Linked DNA regions of Mus musculus: region 1 is linked to region 2. The links are chromatin contacts, called in public Hi-C maps. All regions are on one chromosome and are shown on one strand. Each heading gives the region's core, a stretch centred on a gene start, on an enhancer-like site or on the middle of the called end of the contact. The rest is flanking DNA. Distances are from core to core; before and after follow the strand shown. Region 1 has its middle 16 kb from the start of Gm26761. Region 2 overlaps Pgm2 (phosphoglucomutase 2).

Region 1 (6,697 bases), core at 1,027-3,526, 580 kb after region 2:
AGATGGCCAGGCCTTAAGTAGAGAAATGAAGAGAGAGTGGTGGGCAAGGAGAAGGAGCTATTACAAGGACAAAGACAGTCACACACAGAGATAAAAGAACGGTGAGCTTAGGGGCTCTGGGCGTGGCTTCCACATTCTTCCCCCACCTCCACCCCACCCCCATCCCCACTCGTCCCTCAGTGGAGTGGCTTTCTTGGCAGAATTGAGTTCCTGGAAAGACAGGTGGGAGGTGGTGTGAAACCTTTCCCACGCCTGCTTTAGAACCGGGGAAGCCAGTCTGGAATCGGGGAAGTTGCAGAGAAGAGATCAGGCCAGCCAGACCTTGTTCTGGCCCTTCCTGATGCACAGTAGTGAGAACGAAAATGAGCCTGTCACATGTTCTAGAGGCTCTGGGACCCACTGCATTAGAATCCACAGTTGACCCTTCCTCCCTAAAATAAACTGCCTTCTCCATGTGACCAAAGATGGTAAAGACAGGGAGCTGAAGAGAGGACCCATTCAATAGTTAAGAGAACTTGAGACTCTTTCAGAGGATCTGGGTTCGATTCCCAGCACCCACACATGGCAGCTCACAAATGTCTGCAACTCCAGTTCCAGGAGGTGTGGCAACCTCTTCTGGTCTCAGCAGGTACCAAGCATGCATGTGTCATAAAGACAAACATGCAGGCAAAGGACCCATACACATAAAAATAAGTACATAAATAAATAAATACTAAATAAATAAACAAATAGATGCTAAAGACAGCCATTGCCCTACTAGACATGATGGTGATAACTCAAAGATCCTTTTAAAAAAAAGACTCCCTTGTATAGACTGAGTGCATCTGTCCTCCATGACCCCCCAAATACACAGACTGAAATCCTGATCCCAGAGGTTACAGTATTAGGAGTGATTGAATCATGATAGTACAGCCTTCTAAATGAAGCCCAAAGGAGGCACTGCCATCTCTCCCACCAGGAAAAGACCCAGGGAGAATGTCCCACCTGTGAGGAGGAGGCTGACATCATCAGCCCAACCGATGCCTGGCTCTTCCTGAGCATCTCAGAATGTGAGAAATACGCTGGTTGGGTCGTAGCCACCCAGACCGTGTGGTTTTTACAGCGGTGGTGGTTGCTTTGTTTGTTTTGTTTTAGACAAGATCTTGTTATGTAACCTGGGTTAGCTTCCAACTTGTGATCCCCCTGCTTCAACCTTCTAGCTTTCTTGCATCCACTCCCCAAGGGCTAGGATTGGGCACCCCTCATTCCCAACTTACACTCTCAGTGAGAGCTAAGACTAAGTAAACCATTCCAGATACACACTTGGTTATGGTCACATAAAATGCAATTTTTAATGAAAACCTATCTCACAGAACAGACAGCACACAATTCTTTCAAAGATTGCCTTGTTTTTATTTATTTATTTTACACTTATGTTTATTTGGTATGTGTGTTGGGGGGGGCATGTGGGTTCTGTGGAACATGTGTGGAGGTCAGAGGACAGTTTGTGGGAGTCCGTTCTCTCCTCTCACTCTGTGGACTCAAACTCAGGTCATCTCCAGATTGCTGTGGTGGCTCACACTTGTAATCCCAGCACATGGGAAACAGAAGCTTGTGGATCACTGTGAAGTCAAGGTCAGCCCGTGCCACAGAGACTTCCAAGACAGCCTGAAGACACCCTTCCTCTCAAGTAAACAAACAAACAAACAAACTCACTTGTCAGCTTCTTTACTCAACGGGTGATCTTTCTGACCCACCTTTTGATTCAATATACTACAAGAACTAATGCGTGTATAAATAGAATATAAACAATATGTTATGTACACTAATTCATTTCCCAGTCCACTTATCAGCTGCATAATATCTGAGGCCCAGTACAGAATGAAGCTATGTGGGGGGTTCCTTGTCCAAAACATAAGCATTTTCTAGACAGAAACACTGAACTAGACATTGAGCCCACCTTCCTGCACATGTTGGCGATCCGGCTCATCGGCCCAAAAGGCTGTCCCCAAGCCTGCCAAACTGATGCGGTCTGTGCCCTCCCTCTGCAGGTTACAGCAGACAGGAAGAAAGGGAACAACATTCTCTCTGACATTTGATGGGGACTGAGATAGGTCCTGGGTCATCTAGAAGCCACCTTATCTCCGAGGTCAGCAGGGACTTGCCTAAGGAAATGACCTAGAAGCCGAGGGCCGGAGCGTGATACAGATCTGGCAGGCACAGCTTAGGAGGGAAAGTACTTTAGGCCCAAGGAAGACAATGTACAAAGGTTGGAGAAGAGCCTGAAGGGTGGGTGGTGCACCTGAAGAGACCACAGGATGGGGTTTGGCAGCTGTCCAAAAGAGCCATGGTAGGGGCAGTTCGGGGAAGACAGCCATCAAGATTAGGGCCGGCCTTGGAGGAAGGTTGGATTTTATCCTAAAGACAACTAGAAGCTCTTAATGGGTTTCTTGGCCCCATCCCAGCTGCATAGTGAGCCAGGATGGGTATCAACAGCTTTATCAGAGGAGGAAAACGGAGCAGCTACCCTTCCTGGTTCCAGACCAAGAGTAAAAGAGAACTGCAGCAAGATGGCCTGTGGAGCAGCTCAAGCAGGAAGTCCTGCTGGGCTGAGTCCTTCAGCCTTACAAGGCCACGGACCCACAGATCTAGCACAGGAGAACCACTACTCAGCAGGAGGCCAGGAGACCATCAGAGAGGCAGATCATCACCCAGACCCTGTACTCAGTGATGCAGGCTCAGCAACAGGGGATGTGGCACATGGCTGTCTTCTGTGACGCCTCCAAGGGCTTACACCACACCATCGTGCCTACCGGGGATCTTGTATTTGTAACTTGCCCTTCTTACCAGATAGCCAGTGTGACCTGAGACTCAGAACTACATCTTGCCAGGACTGGTGTTGCATGTCTTTGATACCAATACTCAGGAGGCAGAGGCAGGCAGATCTCTATGGTCCTGATTTACAAAGTGAATCTGGGTCAGCCAGGGCTTGTTACACAGAGAAACCAACCCTGCCTCAAAAAACCAAGAACCAACAAGCAAATAAAAAAACCTATGTCTTACTTGTTTTTTGTTTTTAATTCTAGGTCTTTACAAGGGAAACCATATACATAGTTAAATGTGTCCCCCAAAGCTCATGCTGCTGAAAACCTGGAAATCCACATAGTAGTGATATCTGGGGACAAGTCTCTTGGGAAGTGATCAGACTTAGATGAAGCCATAAGGCAGGATCCCTGTGCTGGGACCAGTGGCTTTATAAGAAGAGGAAGAGCCCCACCCCCAGCCCCCGCATCCTAGCTACTCGTATATGTTCCTCTTGATACAACAAGAAAGCCCTTTCCAGATGCAGCCTCTAGCCTTGGTCTCCACCCTGCCACAGCAGATAGTTTCCTACTGAAAGACTACACTTCCCAGCTTCCCTTTCGTGCAGACTACAGAAGTCTTTTCTATCTCAACAAGGGGCTGCATCCCATCTCCTCTGTAGGCATTTTGGCTATCCGCATGTGTGAATGACAAAGGTACCCTGTTGTCCCACCTAATGTCAGCACAAGCCTTTCTTTCTGTTTTGTGTCTCTCCACAACTGCTTGAATAATCTAAAAACCCTGAGAACTAAATTTCACTTCTAAGTTGCTTGGCCTGTGCTATTCTGTCACGCCCACAGAAAACTAAGAAGACTAAGCCCTCATAAATATAGTGGTAACTATAAATATAGTTTAATTACATGAGTAAATTATACCACCTAGAGTTGTACCTAAGATGTGCTATACATTGCCATCTGCAGAAGGGAGGGTTCATTCACAGCGACTGTGGGTGATTTCTATAAAGACAAAAATGTTTGACTTCAATGCTGTCGGCTCTAAAATATATCTATGAAGCCCATTGGTTTTCTAGTTTAAGACTTACCTGGAAATGATTAAATCTCTGTCCTTTTGGTTGAAATATGCTTAGGAAGCAGGACGTAATGTTTAGGCTTTTATCTCCCACAGGGCCTGACATACAGTACGTGGCTCATTATTCAGTGACTGTGTAGACCACACCCATATACACACCAACCCATGCACATTTCTGTGCTACTAAAGGTTTTCTATGGGCACAGATTCAATAGTTTGTTTAAACGTTCAATAGAAGTACATAACAGTTCACACACAACAATACATATCAAAGCGTGTGAGTTTGTACTCGTCAGACATCAAAACCCACAAGGTGGCTGATAATCAACACCGACTGTCTGGGAGAGGCTTGCAGTGTTGAATTGAACAGAACTCAGGAAGGAAGTAGCTTGTTTGGCTACCTATCTCCAAGCTAGAAAGAAATAGAAGAAGGTTTAGATAAAAGGTTGTAACTGTAAAATCAATTCAGAGAGGAAACATCCCAGAAGTGATTCTCAAGAAGTTTGGCTTCATGGTGTGACATCCGAGAAAAAGCTGGGCGAATAGAAAAGCTGCTCCACTCCACAGTACTACTTAGCAGCCAGAGGGAGAGCACAGAGTGAGCCACCTGTCTCTGGAGAAAGCGCCCCTATACCTCACTGGGCTTTTTCCTCAGTGCTGTTCATAGCCAGTCCTTGCACTTGGTAGAAAGCGGGTGCCATTTTCTCTACAACCACAGATGGCCTAAAATCCTAGCTCCCTCTGAAGTCTCTTCTACTTCCCCTTTGTCTGTGAGGCCCACTAGAGAACCCCAGATTCTTCCTGATGACCCCTCTCCAACTCTCAACCTGGTAACTTCCTCTATACCTCCATTCACTTAATTTCTTCCAGACATGTTTCAAATACAAATTCCCATAGCTAGGAGTGAGCTGCTAGTGACTACTGTGTTGAGCAACGCAACACTAGAGGCTCCATTTCTGACTATGAGTGGACCCGTAGACTTCATTGCAGTGTTCTCTTATTCATCCTATCTTGCTCCTTTGCCCTTGCTATTCAGCTTGCTCTCATTTTCACTACCACAGTAAAGAAAAGCACAGCGAAGACATCTTCTGCTAGACTGACTGGTGTGTGTGACTTCATTTCTTTTGGTTTATCTGCTAGATTTCTGCAAAGGAAATTCCTACTGGATAGGGTAGTGCATAGATCTTCCTCAAGGCCCTCCAGGCGACTCGCCCATCTTCTTTCCCCTCATCCTCCATAAGAAGTCTGTTGAGGCCAGACTTTCCACTGCTTCATCCTGTGGGGAGCCTCTCAGGCCCTCCCGCTACCTCCCTTTCTTCTGTGTGCAGCTCTTCCGGCTCCCTCCTCTCATCCTGCCTTTATCTTTTTTTCATTATCCTTAAAAACAGAGACACAGGTCATTTTGGCTTAAGGGATTTCCTAGATAGAAAGGAAAGCACAAGGACTTCTGAAAGTTCAGAGTTGACACAGTCCAGAGTGCTAATAAGAAAATCATGAGTTCAAAGCCAGCTCGGATTAAGTGGCAAATTCTAGCTTTGGTTATATGAAAAGACAAACAAAAAACCTGATAGAAAAGAGGAGCAGACCACTCCCCAGACTGATCTGATAGCGGGGGCTAGCATGAAACCCAAGACAGAACAATACTCAGAAGAGGAGGTAGAGGAATAAGGAACTGACCACCAGATTATCTGACACAAGCTAAAGGGCCTTTGAAAATCAAGTAAGCACAAACAGAGTAAAGAGAACACTAGGCAGACAACACGGACCCAAAACAGCCCAATGCAGCCACTGGCTCAGAGAGGCCCTGATCAAAGCCAAAGTCAAGATGCTTTCTGAATTCTTTCCCATAGTTACAGTCATATGGCAAAGCAGCCTGCTACGATGGCCCATGGTTGCCAATAGTGCTTATAGTATGAGAACTCTCACCAAACCAACCCCAGAGTCCACAGGTCCTGATGGTTTTCAATTGTATTGTATTTTTTTCCTCCATAGCTCGGTTGGAGAGCCCTGCGGCGTTTCTTCCACGAGGTTCCTAGATGGTGAGGCAGCCCAGAGAAATCCCATCTTACAAAGAAGAATGTCTGCAACAGATCCCCTCTTTCATACCCTGTCCAGACTGAGTGTCAATTGTTATGTCTACCAACAGTTTTGCAGAAAAGGGAAGGAGGGTGCGGGAGAGCTCAGCTGTCGGCTACCACTTGATCAAGCCATTTGAGCTTTGCTGCTGTCAGCTTTCTTATTTATAAAATGAGAATGCTGGAAAGGATAAGCCATTTTTAAACCTGACTTTGAGGAGGCGAGAGATTTTTCAAACCTCACTTGACAGCATGTACTTTTGCCATCTTTTTTTTTTTTCTCATAAGAACAATGTGCTCAATCAACGGAGAGGACAGATGAAGGTAGAGGTGTTCAGACTGAACGGGGGTGGAGGCTGTAGCATCATTTGCCCTTGCCACACCTTCCCTTGGCCATCCCAAAGCACCTCCAGAGAGGCTGGAGCTATCTGGAAAGAGACTAAGACTCTCCATTAGAAGTTTCCTTCCAGCCCAGCTTTTAGGGATGCTCTATGTAAGATTTTGGTTAATGCTCTAGGTAAGATCCCTGCTCCAAAGTGGCCTCAGTTTCAGGATGGTGACATCAAGTTGGAATTAACCTGTAAACTTCTTTCCTGGTGGCTATTTTTCATAGTGCTGGGATGTGCTACATAGCCTGCTGAAGGGGAAAACAAAAAGGCATCAGTGGTCTTATCCACTGGTGAATCCTGGATGTTTAATACCAAAGTGCCGCTGGTGTAATAGTGGCATGAAGGTTATACAGGTAACCAACC
Region 2 (6,946 bases), core at 2,560-5,059:
ACTTACTCAGAAACACATGTGTGGATATAATTAAAAAGTAATTTCTAAAAGATGGCTTCATTAGTTTCATTCCAAACCCATCCTTTTTTTTTTTTTTTTTTTTTTAGCTCTTTAGTTATATATTTTGAAGTCGTGCAAGTTTTTATTTTGTTTAAGGTAGCATTTTAATTCTGAAAGCCTCCTTCGTCCCCCATGGAATAGTGTCCTTTCCCTCAACTATTTTCTGGACCTCGTCCATCACAGGACCCAGAAGTTTCTAGAAGATTTAGGGGTACGAGAATCTGGACTTGGGCTAGATGATTTTTGCTTCCTGACACATTGAGGTCACAGCTCAAAGGCTGACCTGGAAAGTCAGGTATAATGTCACCATTGTAAGCTGTGAAGCATCAGGCATCTGAATTCCTCCTTGGGGACCCACAAGACGAATACATACATCCTTATTTCCTTATCACTTTTGGAAGGTGTGCTGGATGCTATTTGTTTGCCAAAGGGGAAAAAAACAATCTAAATTGATGTAACATTGCTAACAAGACTGAGATCTATCCCTCTACCAAAAATTGTAGATATGCTTCATTATGTATAAGATTTCCTTTAGTCAGAGTGCAGTAAGGATTAGGTCACATCACTATTGCCCAGTCAACTAGAACTCTCTGACAATGTCCAGTGTATAGAGTGTTGAGATTCCAAGTTCGCTGCTCTCATGTGTCTGAGACCGATGTGATGCTGTTCGATCCCTGAGATACAGGGATGGGATGCTCCACCAGCTTGGGGCAGGTAGTGATAGCCCCAAAATGCACAAGTTTGATTTGCAGAGCAAATTTTACCCTATAAATGGATTAATTCCAGTATCCTTTAGATTTCTGGTAAATAGTATCCGAAACAAACAAACCAAACAGACTTTCATCAGTTAATTGTCAAAACTGTATAAAATGCATTGGCTTTCTCTAAGTGATGTCACAAAGCAGAGAGAAATGTCAGAAGTCCCTGCTGACTCTGGAAGCAGGGGATCAGGGCTTTAAAGGAAATGACCATTCAAACACGTGCACATCTGGGGACCAGAAGATAACCTCAGTGTTTACTTCTCAGGCACCGTTCATTTTTTCTTTTGAGACAGGGTCTCTTGCTGGCCTAGAACTCACCAAGTAGGCTAGGTAGCTAGGGAGCCCCATGGATGTAGGAGCTGTCTCCATCTCTCCAATACTGGGATTGCAAGCTTGTGCCACCACACCTAACTTTTTTTTTTTTTTTAAAGTTGGCTTCTGGGTATCAAATACAGCTCCTCAGGCTTACAAGGCAAGCATACTACTAACCGGCCTCACCTTGCCGTTTTTTATAGCTCATTTAAGCCTTACAAAAGCTCTATATAGTATGGATTATTGGTGTTACTATATATAGACGTGGAAACTAGAGAAAAGGAAGAAAAAGTTGTCTCTTCCTCAATGGTGGCAGAGTAGAGTTCAAATCCATTTTCTGGCCTCAGAGGCATATATATATATATATGTGTGTGTGTGTGTGTGTGTGTGTGTATATATATATATATATACACACACACACACACACACACACACCTTACACCCTACACTGATCCACCTGTCACCAGACCTGGGTACAAGCCATGGTCTGCAGCTCATTAGGTCTGAAACTGAGTAGGCCCTTGCTGTTCTCTGTGTTCCCATCAAAAGAAGGAGATTTTGAGCAAGTTAGTCTGGACCTGGAGATATTAAATTCAGCACAGCATCTGACTTAGAGTAGACAGTCCAAAAAGCTGTTTTCATCTCACCATTCAGTCTGCACAATCACTGGTCCCCAGTCTTCTATGCCAAAGATATTATCCTGTGAAAATGGGGAAAATATCATTTTGGGCTGATTCTTATATCATATGTATGAAATGTGCGCTTTGACTCCCTGGGCTACGTTCAGGGATTTTGCAGGTACCTGGAAAAGCAGTTCAGTGACCTGAAGCAGAGGGGCGTGGTGATCAGCTTCGATGCGAGAGCTCACCCCGCCAGCGGGGGCAGCAGCCGGAGGTATTTAGGTTTGAGGGGTGCTTTGGGATGGAACCTGGAGACGGTTTTTTCAGGAAAGGATTTTTTTTCATAATTTCTTTTATACTTTTATTTTGAATCATTTCAATAGTTTGACTTTTTAAAAACCATTTTTTTAAATTAAATTTGAATATGTGTGTGTGCATGTGGATATTTGCCTATGGGTGCAGGTGCCCACAGAGGCCAGAGATATTGGATCCCCTCTAGCTGGGGTTATAGGCAGTTGCAAGCCTTTGTAAGAATAGTACATATTCTTAACCCCTGACCCATCTCTCCAGCCCCTTGATTTTTTTTTCAATGACTTGACTTTAAACTCATAATTACTTAGCTCTTAAAAGAAATGGGTTAAGGCTGGGCAATCCCAGCCCTGGGGAAGCAGAGGCAGGCAGATCTCTGTGAGTTTGAGGCCAGCCTGGTCTACAAAGCGAGTTCCAGGATACCCAGGGCTAAACCCTGAGTTGAACTCTGACCCCAACCCACACCCCCCCCAAAAAAAAGACAGGTTATCCTGGGTCTTTAATCCCAGCACTCAGGAAACAGAGTGGAAGGACTTCTTGAGTTCAAGGGCAGCCTCGGCTACATAGCAAGGAGGATATACAGAGAGACCTTGTCTCAAAAAACAAACAAAAATGATGGGGAAAAAAATTATCTAAACTGGAGTCTCACTCGATTCCATGTAATTCTCCTCTGCTATTTATAGGCATCATTGCCTCTTCCTTTCCTGACAGACACCTTTGTCAGGGTGTAGCTTTGTGACAGTCTCAGACCAACTGGACTCCTGGTTAACTGTGGTCGCGTAATTCTGAACAGAGTGGTGCTGAAGATAGTGACGGCAGTAGGGGCAGCAGTTGTTTGAACGCTGATCCGGTGTTTACCATTTGAATCCCCCAAACAACGTAGGAAACATTTAAAATTGAACCTCGGTACCCAGCAGAGACCTTTTCTAAGATACCCCTCACTGTACGAGTCACCTATATGAAAAGGCACATGACTTGTGTAAGGCCTGGGTACAACTTCCCCTGCTTTATCTTGTCAATTCTGAGAGCAGCTCTCACTAAGTAGCCCATACCAGTACTGAATTCATGATTCTCTTTTCGTCTCTTAGAGTGCAGGATTACAGGCGCTCACCACCGGGCTTGGTTCCCATATACTGTAAACCCTGGTTTAGACCTGTCATAGCTGATACTACTGTGCTTTTCAGATAGGTTAACACTGTTGGTTACAGGACAGTCCTTGCTCTGCTCCTGGAGCCATGGATGGCATTTGCTTGAAGTGACTGGCACTTACCAGTTCTTTTTGGTTTGTGGTTCCTGTCTCTGCTATGCACACACACATAAGAACACATCTTATATTTAAATAAAACAACACCTAATCAGAGTCCATATGAGGTGTGTACTGAATTATGACAGTATAAATCGGGGCTCCTAAGCCTCTGCATAGTGACACATGATGTCACAGCTGCTGGACCATTTGTTGTGGTGACTGTCCTAGGCATTATCAGTATCCTTGAGGACAGTGGCCTTGGACGTGTGACAAGGTGACCTCAGGCCTTTATCCTAAACTAAAGAGGGGAGGAGAGGACTCTGGCTGTCTCAGCTTCGGTGTTCTTCCTCTTCCTTTCACTACTGAATGCCGGGGCCAGGGCTGCAGCTTTGTTAATGGAGGGTTAGCCTAGAACGCAGGAAGCCCTGGGTTCCACCCCAGCTTGTTCCTTGTTTCACACTGCCACGGGAAGCTCTGACTGTGACTCTCTCCTTTTTGTCCCTGTTTCTGCATTTCTAGGTTTGCCCGGCTGGCTGCGACTGCATTTATCACCCAGGGTGTTCCTGTATACCTCTTCTCTGATATAACCCCCACCCCCTTTGTGGTAAGTAACCGCTTCCTTTCAAAGTACTTGTCAGAGGGCTGCAGACAATATAGAAGGTCAAGCAGCTCACGGCCAATGCTTAATTCATTGTTTGTACCAATGCGTGCTTAATTTATGGGTCAAGGATATAAAAGACTAACAACAGTAACTAATAATAAAATGGAAGAGTTGTCGCAGTGTCCTGTCAGGAAGTTAAATGAGTGCGGGCCCTGCTGAAAGAGCTAAGACACATCTTCCTGGACCACGGGTCACTGAGACAGAGTAGGGCAAAACCACAGACGAGGGGGATACTGCATGGTACTGAAATGGGACACAAGATGCTGAGTGGCCTGGCATGATAGTAGGGTGATACAGGAGGATGAATGGCTCCAAACAACGTACGGTGGGCATTTCCGTTCTGCCTAATCTTTCTTAAGAACCGTCTCCTGCTCGGTTTAGCCGTACACCGTGTCGCACCTGAAACTCTGCGCAGGCATCATGATCACTGCCTCGCACAATCCAAAGCAGGACAATGGCTATAAGGTAACCCCCCCCCCAGCCTCCCCCAACCCCCACACACGCTCTCTCCTCACACAGTGGAACCCCAGCCCCTCCCAGCCCCCCCCCCAACCCCCACACACGCTCTCTCCTCTCACAGTGGAACCCCAGCCCCTCCCAGCCCCCCCCCAACCCCCACACACGCTCTCTCCTCACACAGTGGAACCCCAGCCCTGTGTTCTTCGGGAGTGGGTGCTCTGCATCCTGAACCTGCTAAATGCATTCCTGGCTTCTCTAGGTCTACTGGGACAACGGAGCTCAGATCATCTCTCCCCACGATCGCGGCATTTCTCAGGCCATTGAGGAAAATCTAGAGCCCTGGCCTCAGGCTTGGGAGGAGTCTTTGGTTGACAGTAGTCCCCTTCTTCACAACCCCAGCGCGTCCATCGGTAATGACTACTTTGAAGACCTTAAAAAATACTGTTTTCACAGGTAACTGGGCCGTGGCTTCACTTCAGCTAATGTGATTCAGCCGAATTCTATCAATGTCTGGGTTTTGATTTGATCCCCTCTGCCTGGTGCATACATGGTTAGCTGCATTTGTATGGGGCGGCAGCAGAGCTGGCCACCTTTTCTTAAAGAAACCGGTAACAAATCCTCACGGCATTGCTGGCTACACAGAGCCTGACTTCATCTCCTCAGATGTGCTATTCTAGTGTACAAGCGGCACAAGTGACCAGTCAGGCAAGCCACACTGAGATGGCTTTATTTACCGAAGCAGGTGGCCAACCCACGGTGGGCTAAGTTTGAAGTGTTGTAAATATATATATATATATATATATATATATATATATATATATATATATATACAGTTGTAGCTGTGTCTATATATATGCTTGTATGGATACAACTATATGTATATATGTGTATTTAAAAAATACTTTCAGGGCTGGGAAGATGGTTCAGTGGGCAAGAGCACTTGCTACCTAAGTGTGGGGACTTGCGTTCTAATCCCCGGTACCCAACTGTGGTCATGCAGTGCTATGGTGCCTGTTTGTTCAGCCTGGGGCAAACTTGGTGGTCACAGTCAGGTACTGAGCAGGAGAGTTTAGGTTCCGCTACTGCTTATTGCCTCTCTGAACCTGAAATTCAGTTTCTGGTTATCCGATGCGGTGTTTGTTAGCTAGCATGGGCCTGGCTAACTCCAGTGCAGAGACGAGACTCCAATCCCATCTACGAGAGAAACCACACTGGCTTAGAGTCTCCCTGGGCTATGGGCTAGAGATCTGAGTTCCCAAGTCATTGGATTTTTTTTCTCTACCAAAGAAATCTCTAAAACTGAGTTTATCACTTTCCTCCCGCTGGTGGGGGATGCAAACAAGATCCATCTGTGAGCTTTCCCTCGGGCCCTCTGATGCAGTTTCACAAACTGGGAGAGTTGACTGGGTGCTTGTTTATTTTGGATCACTGCAAGTAGCACGAGAAAGCAGCATTTACTTGTGTATGTAAAATAACCCTCTTGCATTATATAGCACATGCATTTTCAAGGTTGAGGGTGATCAGCAAGCTGCCCTCTGAGAACAGTAGAGTGGTGGGTACCCCCACCTGCAGTCTGTGGTAAATAACATAGAACCCCACGTTCGACCTTCTGCTCCACATTATCAGATTTATCATTTCCCCCCCATTTGTTAGAAAAGCACAAAAATCTCACTTTCATTTACACCCTTAATTATGAAAAACTTTTTTCATGCTTGTTTGATATATACACATATACATGGTTTTTTCGAGACAGGGTTTCTCTGGAGCTCACTCTGTAGACCAGGCTGGCCTCGAACTCAGAAAATTTGATCTCTATTTATCTTTTCTGTGTATTTGCTTGTCTGTCGGATTTAGCAAACTTCTTTCTTCCTTTAGAAAAATGAAGTCTTGTTTCCCTCAAGTGTCCACTCTCCCCCTGTTGTTACTTTTGACATTTTTTAATTGAAACTTTTTTGTGGAAGCTTTTAAACGATTTTGTTAATATTTAGTTGTCTTTTAATTCTTGGTTTCTGCATTTTATTCATACTTTCAAAGACTTTGTACCAAGATTATAAGAAAAAAAAATTCTGCTCTCTGAACTTTTGTGTTTACATTTGGTGATAATGAATCTTTCAAGTCATTGGAGATCCTGTGTGGAGGGCATAGCTTAGGTCTCCCAAAGGCTTCCAGCTGTACCGGCCACACACACTGAAGCACCTCTCTTACAGTATTAAGTGCCCCAGTGCATGGTATTTTCTAAACCCTCCCTCTAGAGAGCCTTGTTTATATCTTTTGTCGTTTTCCATTTTGTCTTACTCTAGAACGGTAAACAAGGAGAGCAAGGTGAAGTTCGTGCACACCTCTGTCCATGGTGTGGGCCACGAGTTTGTGCAGTTGGCCTTCAAGGCTTTTGACCTTGCTCCTCCCGAAGCTGTTCCCCAACAGAAAGATCCGGATCCCGAGTTTCCAACTGTCAAATACCCGAATCCTGAGGAGGGCAAAGGTGTCTTGGTAACCTACTTTTATTAAATAATGGACT

What was found. A called contact is a pair of places that touch in the nucleus more often than the background predicts.
Region 1: a Hi-C map of the G1E-ER4 cell line shows a contact between it and region 2, with 3 times the contacts expected there. The contact joins two enhancer-like sites. A contact is called at or near these places in 2 of 39 promoter capture datasets (embryonic stem cells and pre-B cells) and 1 of 484 Hi-C or Micro-C datasets (the G1E-ER4 cell line).

The regions. Positions count from the first base shown.
Region 1 is chr5:64,680,270-64,686,966 of GRCm38.p6, forward strand. No RefSeq gene overlaps it. Among named protein-coding and RNA genes, the nearest start is that of Gm26761, 16 kb to the right of the region's middle. Within about 2 kb of position 2,277, at least 22 of the 459 cell types and tissues checked have an H3K27ac peak or open chromatin away from gene starts, as enhancers often do. A contact at or near this core is called in the G1E-ER4 cell line, where this site is marked.
Region 2 is chr5:64,099,027-64,105,972 of GRCm38.p6, forward strand. It overlaps Pgm2 (phosphoglucomutase 2), which reads left to right. Exons shown (of 14, transcript NM_025700.3): 3 at 1,921-2,027; 4 at 3,828-3,912; 5 at 4,351-4,434; 6 at 4,688-4,881; 7 at 6,729-6,918. Among named protein-coding and RNA genes, the nearest start is that of Pgm2, 9.6 kb to the left of the region's middle. Within about 2 kb of position 3,810, at least 74 of the 459 cell types and tissues checked have an H3K27ac peak or open chromatin away from gene starts, as enhancers often do. A contact at or near this core is called in the G1E-ER4 cell line, where this site is marked.